2 separate regions of the Mus musculus genome follow, and region 1 is linked to region 2. The links are chromatin contacts, called in public HiCAR-type maps. All regions are on one chromosome and are shown on one strand. The core of a region is the stretch at or near the end of the contact, and the rest is flanking DNA. Distances in the headings are between cores, read along the strand shown.

Evidence for each region. HiCAR-type assays count read pairs that join an accessible place to other places.
Region 1: a HiCAR-type map of PVALB interneurons shows a contact between it and region 2, with 2.8 times the contacts expected there. The contact joins the promoter of Gpcpd1 here to the enhancer-like site in region 2. A contact is called at or near these places in 3 of 39 promoter capture datasets (the C10 cell line, fetal liver and macrophages), 2 of 15 datasets of contacts at CTCF or cohesin (CD8 T cells and large pre-B cells), 60 of 484 Hi-C or Micro-C datasets (3T3-L1-derived adipocytes, the 63-12 cell line, the AML12 cell line and 47 more), 6 of 115 datasets of contacts at active chromatin or transcription factors (CD8 T cells, the HPC-7 cell line, PVALB interneurons and 3 more) and 3 of 9 other capture datasets (adipose tissue, liver and pancreatic islet).

The regions. Positions count from the first base shown.
Region 1 is chr2:132,576,941-132,580,821 of GRCm38.p6, forward strand. It overlaps Gpcpd1 (glycerophosphocholine phosphodiesterase 1), which reads right to left and starts at 1,308. Exons shown (of 20, transcript NM_028802.3): 1 at 1,128-1,308.
Region 2 is chr2:132,540,421-132,544,774 of GRCm38.p6, forward strand. It overlaps Gpcpd1 (glycerophosphocholine phosphodiesterase 1), which reads right to left. Exons shown (of 20, transcript NM_028802.3): 11 at 3,972-4,026; 12 at 1,823-1,915. Among named protein-coding and RNA genes, the nearest start is that of Gpcpd1, 36 kb to the right of the region's middle. Within about 2 kb of position 1,426, at least 5 of the 459 cell types and tissues checked have an H3K27ac peak or open chromatin away from gene starts, as enhancers often do. A contact at or near this core is called in PVALB interneurons, where this site is marked.

The sequences.
Region 1 (3,881 bases), core at 58-2,557, 36 kb after region 2:
CTCAGACCTCCATATACTTTCAGCTAATATTTTAATCAAACATATGCAGACAAGAATGGGTTTTTCATTAAGCAAAGGCATTAGCCTTTGGACAGTCCTTAAGCCAAATTAACATCTCATCATCTTTAGACATGCAGTGGGATTTTTTACAAATGCTTTTCATTTCGTGTTGATATCATTTTCATATGCATTTATTACACGTTTTTATTATATACAAATAGTTGACTCACCCACCAACTTTTTATACACACCAAATATTATTCAGTTTTCTTGTGTTTACCAGTTCTCCGGGTGCAAATTTCCTGTATCTCTCTTTACAGATTTAAATTTTGTTTAGAACACTGATTTCCCCTAGTATGTAAGCCACTGCATGGGGTTTACCAGTTTTATTTTGTGCTGTGTGTTTCTAGAACACTGAGCAATTTGGGAGAGAGGGGAGGCTGACAGCTTGTATTTATTCTTTTCCTTATTGTGTTAGAAATGTAGCAGGCAGCAGCTTGAAGGGCAGAGTTAAGTGGGCAGGAGACCCAGAGTGGCAGGGGACAGGAGTATAAGAGGGGACTCTAGACCCGACCATGCTTGCTGCTTGCAGAGTCAGAGAATCGCTAGAAACCGGCAAACTCCAGGCTTCCAAGCCCTCGGGCTTCTGGCCGGACCCGGCAGATGAAGCAGCACGGGGCAGCCACTGCCTCCAAGCCGGCGACGCCAAGGGGACCGCAGCCCTAAAACGTCACCGAGGGCACGGACGAGGAGCTACACAAAGCCCTGGGTTCCCCCCGCCCGGCTGTACTGTCACCCGGAGTTTCTTTCGCGGGCACTAATTTCTAGGCACTTTGGGGAAAGAAGCAGCTGTCAAAACCGCGCGAGTCACCAGTGCGGGCGCGAGGTGACTGAGGGGGCGCGGAGGAAGGGAGGCACCGAGGGCTTGGGCTCCAGCTCCGCCGTTTTCTTTGTTCCCCTATTCTCCGCCCGGGATTTCCGTGGCTGTCCTGGGTCACGCCGCTCAGTGGGACCGCAGCCGCGCGTGGCAGCCGGGGTTCCAGCCGCACCGCGGCTCCGGAACACCAGGCCGCCCGCCCGCCCGCCCCTCCGCGTGAGCGCCCGCCCGCACCGCCGGCCCCCCTCACCTGCCGCTCCGGGCCGCGCCGAGAGCCTGGGCCGCGGCCGACGGAGCCGAGCGTCAGCGCCTCGCCAGCGCTCCCTTAGGTGGCCCGAGGAAGCAAGGAGCCCAGTTACAGCCGCCTCTCAAACCGGTTTCAGCTGCCCTAGACTAAACTGCCAGCCCACCCCGCGGGGCGGGGTCGAAGGGCGGCGGGGCGGGGCCTGACGTCACGCCCGGTCCGGTCCTGGCCAATCGGCGGCCGCGCGCCGGGGGGCGGGCTGCGTGTTCCTGGAAGGGCTGCCCAGAGACCTGAGGTGGCCCGACAGCCTTAGCCCATCTGGCTGGGGTCAGCTGAGGTACTGAAGGTCAAGGTGGTGCGCCTGTAATCCCAGTGTTGGGGAGGTTGAGCCAGGCAAGTAGACTCGAGTTCGAGGCCAGCCAAGGCTATAAAGTGAGATCCTGTCTCAAAAAAGAGAGCTGAGGGAGCCTGATGTTTTCTGGAAACTGCATTCCTTAGGAAACAATCACAGACTAAATCCTTAAAGCTAAAACAAGGAGCTCAGAACAGCTCAGTGGATAAAGGCATTGACCACATTTGAAGATCTGAGTTCACCCACTGGAATCTACATGGTGAGAGAGACCAGACTCCTGTTGACTTCTAGAAGCCTGCTGTCACAAACCCCAAATAAATAAAATAAGTCAATAAATAAATAAAACCAAACTAGAGTTGTTCTTTGCTTTCTAAAACTACCCTTCCTCTTCTTCCTCCTCCTCCCCTCTCTCCTCTTCCTCTTCCTCCTCTTCTATCTCTGTGTGTGCCTCCAACCCTAAATCAGCCCAAGATCAACCACTAGGTAACTTCTAACACAACATTATGTAATCGGGTTTCACTTCAATTGAGATAGTGAGCATCAAGCAGAATCACCTTTTCGTATTGAAGGTCCACTGCTCTACATCTGCTAATTGCTCGCTGTGACTTCATTTCTCTGCTGTTAGTCATACTTAAGTGGTGTTTTTCAAGAGTCTACTTCCTTTGAATGTTTTTAGTATATCTCATCATTTAGTCAAACTACCATTTGTGCAATATTTATGGTTCGGGATGGTAGATCTAACTCATGCCCCTCCCTAAATCCTCTTAAAATATCAAAAGATCTGCACCTGATACAGATCTGTAATCCTAGAATCTCAGAGGTTAAATCAAGGTTGATATGAGTTGGAGGCTTGCCTGCCTGCGTAATGGGTACTAGACCAGCAACAGCTTACATTACAAGACATTGTCTCAAAACAACAATAAAAGTATGGTTGACCCAACGTATCCTTGAGTTCCACATTGGCAGATTCAAGCAATCACAGGCGAGAAATGGGGGGAAAAATGTATTCGTATTAACATATAAACGAGGGGGAGAGGGATTTAAAAATAAAGGCATATGCTGGGTGGGAAAGATAGCTCAGTAGTTAAGAGTGCTTATTCTTGCAGAAGACCTGGAATTGGTTCCCAGCACCCACATGGCAGCTCACAACTTTCCATAATTTCAGTGTAGGGACTTCAATGTCCTGTTCTGTCCCCGAAGGGCACCAGTCCCATATGTGGTGCATACATACATACACATACATACATACCACACATACATACAAAATAAACTTAAAATAACCCCTAAAGTAAGGGGTATGCATTGCTTATATGAAGATAGTATATTAATCATATAAGAAACCTGAACATTTTGGAATCCTAGTTGAGCTCTGTAACCAACCCCCTACAGATTCTGGGAGATAACTTGAATCCACACTTGAAGGATGGCCTATGGCCAGAAACAGAGGTTTCTACAAGATAACTAGCTAGTAACAAGAGATGATTTACAAAGAAACCTGAATCCATGAAAGTCGAAAAGGGAAGTGTTTACTGTGCATGCCTAGAAACTCTGAGAGCAACCCCTCTATCAGTCGTGGGACTGGTTCTGCCACCACAGCTCCTAAAGGAGGGCTGGGCAAGCCGTGTGTCCCCTCCTCTGGCTCCTGCTCTGTACATGGGATGTTATGGGATGTTATGGTTCCTCGAACATATCGTTAATGAGGTTAATCTGAGAACTAACTTTATTATTACCAGAAGGGCACTGAGTATTTTAAACTTCACAGAAACCCTTAGCATGTGCCATCTCACTGGATTCTGAGACGTATTCTTGGTTGTCTGGGATAAGCACACGATCTCATTTTCTAAGTTTTTAAATGTGTTCATGGGAAAGGTTCCCAGTCTAAGAGCTCAGCCTAGATGTGTGTTCTGCCCGTTACTGCCTGTGACATTATGAATATAAATCTTCAGCAAATGACTCGTTACTACTAATGGACTTTGACAGAGAATTCCAGGGAGCCCACTTACTTTCTGAATTTTAAATTTCCAAGAGGTAAAGTTAGGCTGTTTGATGCTAAAACTGCTCCAGTTCCGGTTTACTGAAATTAGTTTTATTTGATTCAATTTCTCATATGCATTTTAACACAATTACTTAGCAGATGGTGCTTTTTAGGAAACAGCCCACTGGTTATCGCTCCCACCATTGCATATTGCTTTGTGGCCACGATGTTGCTGGATTTAATATTACAAGTCTGAACTTTTGTTACAAATAATGTTTCTTTGGAGGAGGGCGTGTAGCTTTTTTTTTTTTTCTCCCTTGGTAGTTGTAGCTATTATCAGCTTTGTTTCCTGCACATTTTTTCCTTAGAAGTACTATGGCTTAGATGAAAGGCCGATACGTGTCTTGTGTCCCACATTCTACTCTAGCTTCAC
Region 2 (4,354 bases), core at 176-2,675:
ACACCTACCTTCTCAACTTACTGAAGATGAGAGAGCTGGTAGGTATCAACCATTACCCCATGCAGAAAGGCCCACTACCGGAGCGCCTGTTCCAGCTTTGCTTTTTTTTTTCCTTGTAGTCCCAAAAAAGCCCACAGCCTTTCACATGCTGGGCAAAGGCTCTCATCTTTGAGCTTCTGTTTTTACTGCAGACAGCCAAAGCCACACCCTGAGCCCCTAGCTTCTGTTTTTACTGTAGGCAGCCAGAGCCTGGAAGAAAGAGGCATCTGACGGGGAGGAAGCACCGATGGCAGAGCATGATGCCAGGCGTTCCTCTTATTACTCTTAGTATTACTGCCTCCTTCATGCGGTCGGTATCCACTTCATCTGCCACTGATTCATGCTACATGCCTAGGAAATCAACATGCAAGTACTATAAGCAATTTAATGCTGCAAATCAATTTCTAATTTTTCTAAGCCTTTTAATATTTAAACTACACTAAAAGTGGCAGGTGCACACGCAAACAGTTCTATGAAAATGTGTCTGATTATCTATAAGCAATATTTAAGAACCATGATCTAGCATGTATCCTCCACAGGCAAATCTACATTTTAAAGCCATATCAAATGTTATACTGTAGGAAGTACCACTCTTTAAGGAAATGAATTAAGGTACCACCAATAAATCAACTCAACATTAAAAGTCATTGCGCAAATATATTCACTGATGAGCATTGATACAAACCTGTGTATGCACAAATTTTTTCTGGAAGGACACACAAGAAACTATTAAGAATAAGGGAATGAGATCAAGGGAAGGGGAAGGAAGATTTGTCATTCATTTCATCTTCTGAACTACTTGCATTTAACGGACATGGGTGAATTGTTTTTACATGAAAATGCTAATTAAAAAAAATCAAACTCAAGATAAAAATATATACAATTCATTAGTTTCATTCCCCCATTAGCTCATTTGGATTCAACTGCACAAGACAGTCTGCTGAAAACAAGGGATCAATAATACTCTTCAATGAGCTACGTTAGAAGTAACATTCTCTTGTAGCAAAGTAGATGAATCCTCTCCTTTTGCCCCCCTAAGACAGAAGGGTCCCCATCTGGGTCTGTTCTTAGAACCTCCTATCTGTTAAGCAGGGAGAGCCAGCTATCCTGTCAGATTCTATTGTCCAATAGCAGCAAACTGGCTAACTTTAAACCAGATCACTGAAAATGATATTCAATTAAAAAAAAAATCCAAGTTGAACCTAGTTTAAGTCCCTTAGAAAATACCAGTTTTGTGTACGTGCTCGCCAGCACTGACGAGCACAAGAACAGCAGCAGTGAATCTTCAGGACCCCACACGCGACTCTTCCCTGTATCATCACATGCTCCCCTCTCCTTACTGGTTCTACTGCAGCTGTGTCTCACTGCTCTGTAGTCCTCAAATTCCTGTATCTTCCATCTAGCCTGCCTTGACTGAAAGGCCTCTGCATACTGATGCCACAGCACTCCACCCCAGCTGTGCCAGCTGATTAATTTAAGATATGAAGCAGAAATAGATGGGAGTCATGGGGAAATGACCTTCCTCTTCTGCCTCAATACTGTACCAAGGGACCAATACAGAAAATACTTGACATGTCCATTCATCAGTAACATCAAAAAGAAAATCCAGTGGCACTGCTGCCCGACTCCAGGAAATCACTCCATCAAACCTATCTCTGAATACTATAAAGGCTTAAGAAGACCCGGTAGTAATTCACTAAGCAAGTGAATTCACCAACTGTAACAAATAATAAAAACAAACATCTTATCACAGTAAGCATAAACTACAAGGATGTCAACATACCCTCTTCATGGTCAGACAGCAGGTGAGGTCATGATACACCACGGGCACAAAGTCCTTTGAAAGGTGGACATCAAATTCTACAAATGCTGCGCCCTGACAGAAGAAAAGGAAGCAAGGAAGCAGACAACACATTTCTCATCACAGATCAAAATTTTTTAAGGTAAAATTATAATTTTGTACACAAAGCCATTATAATTTTGTACAATAAAACCACTTCATGAATATCTCGCTTCAAACTTCTCCAACATGGTTAACTGGTCTCTTACAACTTTCTGTTTTACAAAAGTACAACTTTTTCCTGGCCAAATAAAAAGATGTGTGTTGAGGTATTCCCATCCATTTGCAAACACTCACAGCACTAAAAAACAGTGAGAGAGCCTTCAGGGCAATGCCCCTGTCTGTGCACTGAGCAGGAGCACAAGACTCTCTCTCTATTACAGCTACACAACAGAGCGTCAGGAAGAAATGAGGGGAAGAATGCACTACAGAGCCTCCGCGCTCTGCTCCTGCAGTCACCTGAGCATAAGGAGTTAGGAGTACTCGCTGCTCTTGTGGAGAAGCCAGGTTCAGTTCCCAGCTCACAAGTCAGGTCACTCAGAACCATCTACAACTCTGTCACTCTTTTCTTGCCTCAGCAGGGGAGGAATGCACATGATGTGCATGCATGTGCACACAAACACACACACACACACATACATACATACATGCAAATTAAAACTCTTTTAAAAATACCATACTTTTCTAAAAGGGAACTACACTATTTCCTTGTAATTCCCCATACACATGAAGTCACATTTCCTTAGTTAAAATGGTTTATTTTACATAGTCACACATCTGAAAGAGAACTTTACCAAGATGCTGCTTAATTAGCAACAATAAACTAAAACTAGCTACAGATTATCAACTATGGATCAGTATGCCCCTGGATTAGTATATCCTTTCAAATAGAAGACAAAACGATGTATTAATTTTTTTGATACAGGATCTGTCTGTGCAGCCCTATCTGGCCATGAATTCACAGAGATCCAACCTACCCTCAACGCACAAGTGCTGAGATTAAAGATAAGTGGCACTAACAGTTTAAATTACTTTGGGAAGTGAAAGCCATTGTGAAAAACTGTGGGAAGAAATAAAATAAGATGCCCTCTCATCCCCCACCCCAGTTTAAGTGTAGAGCCTGAGTTTCTCTGGTGGAGGACAAAAAATAAACAATGATTGGATAAAAGAAAAAATTTAATATAATCGTTTATGTTTGTTTTTCTTTTAAAGTATAGAATAATTTATTTCAATATGGTACTTCATACAAGTACTGATATATTTTTTAAGTGTCATATAGAGGCAGCCAGATGATAATTCTGTGGGTAGATGTACTTGGCACCAAGTCTGATAACCTGAGTTTACTTTCCAAGACTCACATGATGGAAGTAGGGTACCAATTTCCAAGTTGTCCTCTGACCTCCACATGTAGACAGTGCCAGCAACTCCCCCACCCCCAAAGATACTAAAATGCAATGAGAGTTAAATAAAATCACTACCTTCTACTAGCATTGTTTCTAAAGTAAAACCAAGCATTAGGAACTTTTTATCTCAAGAAAGGAGAGAAGGGGCATGGTGGCTCATACCTGTAATAACTGCAACCCTTGAGAAACAGAAGCAGGGGACCCCCTAAGTTCAAGACCAGCCTGGCTGAACTAAATTTAAGCCATCTTCTGCTATTTTTTTTTTAGACAGCAAGAGTGATCACAAAGTGGGGAGAGTGGTGGGGCATTGTGTGCATGCGCAAGAGGTTTAAAGCTCTTATTTATTTTTTTGCTCTTTCAAAATATCTGTTTAGTTCCCAGCACCCACATAATGATTCTCGAATAGTTGTATCTCCAAGTGTACAGGATCTGACACCTTCTGGCCTCTAAGGAAACCAGACACACAAACAGTGCACTCACACACACGCAGGCAAAACACTCATATAGGTATTATTCTGTTATTTACATGTAAATCTTCATTATAAATCTAAATACAAATACCAAAAGGTATTTATTCTTCACTTAGAAACATTTTCACAATAGTTTTCTTTTTATCTGTTAGTACAAACTGGAAGAGATCCCTGTCTCTATCTCAACAATCTAAAGTTGTTTACAGAAAGAATACTTACATGACTGGCAGCATTTCTTAAAGAAGCGATAGTATTTTCCTGTACTTTAGCTAGCCTGAAATAAAGAAATACAGTCATCAGGGACTAAAGAAAAGAACATTGTAGGCAGCCAACTACATCGCATCTTCAACAGTGAAAACAGGACTATAATTTTACTATACTTAAAATATGATAGTGAACACTCTTGGCTGGTATGTGCACTTATTTCAAGCACCAGCTCTGTTACTTACAATGATATAGATTCCACATTAAAATACATAGCTTCCCTGTACTTGAATCTTTTCTTGGAAATAAGTGAGGTGCCTGATTAAGGAAAACAATCCTTTTCAAGGGAACAAAGAAACTGAAAAGAAATGTACTACTTATAAAGCCTCCAAATGACT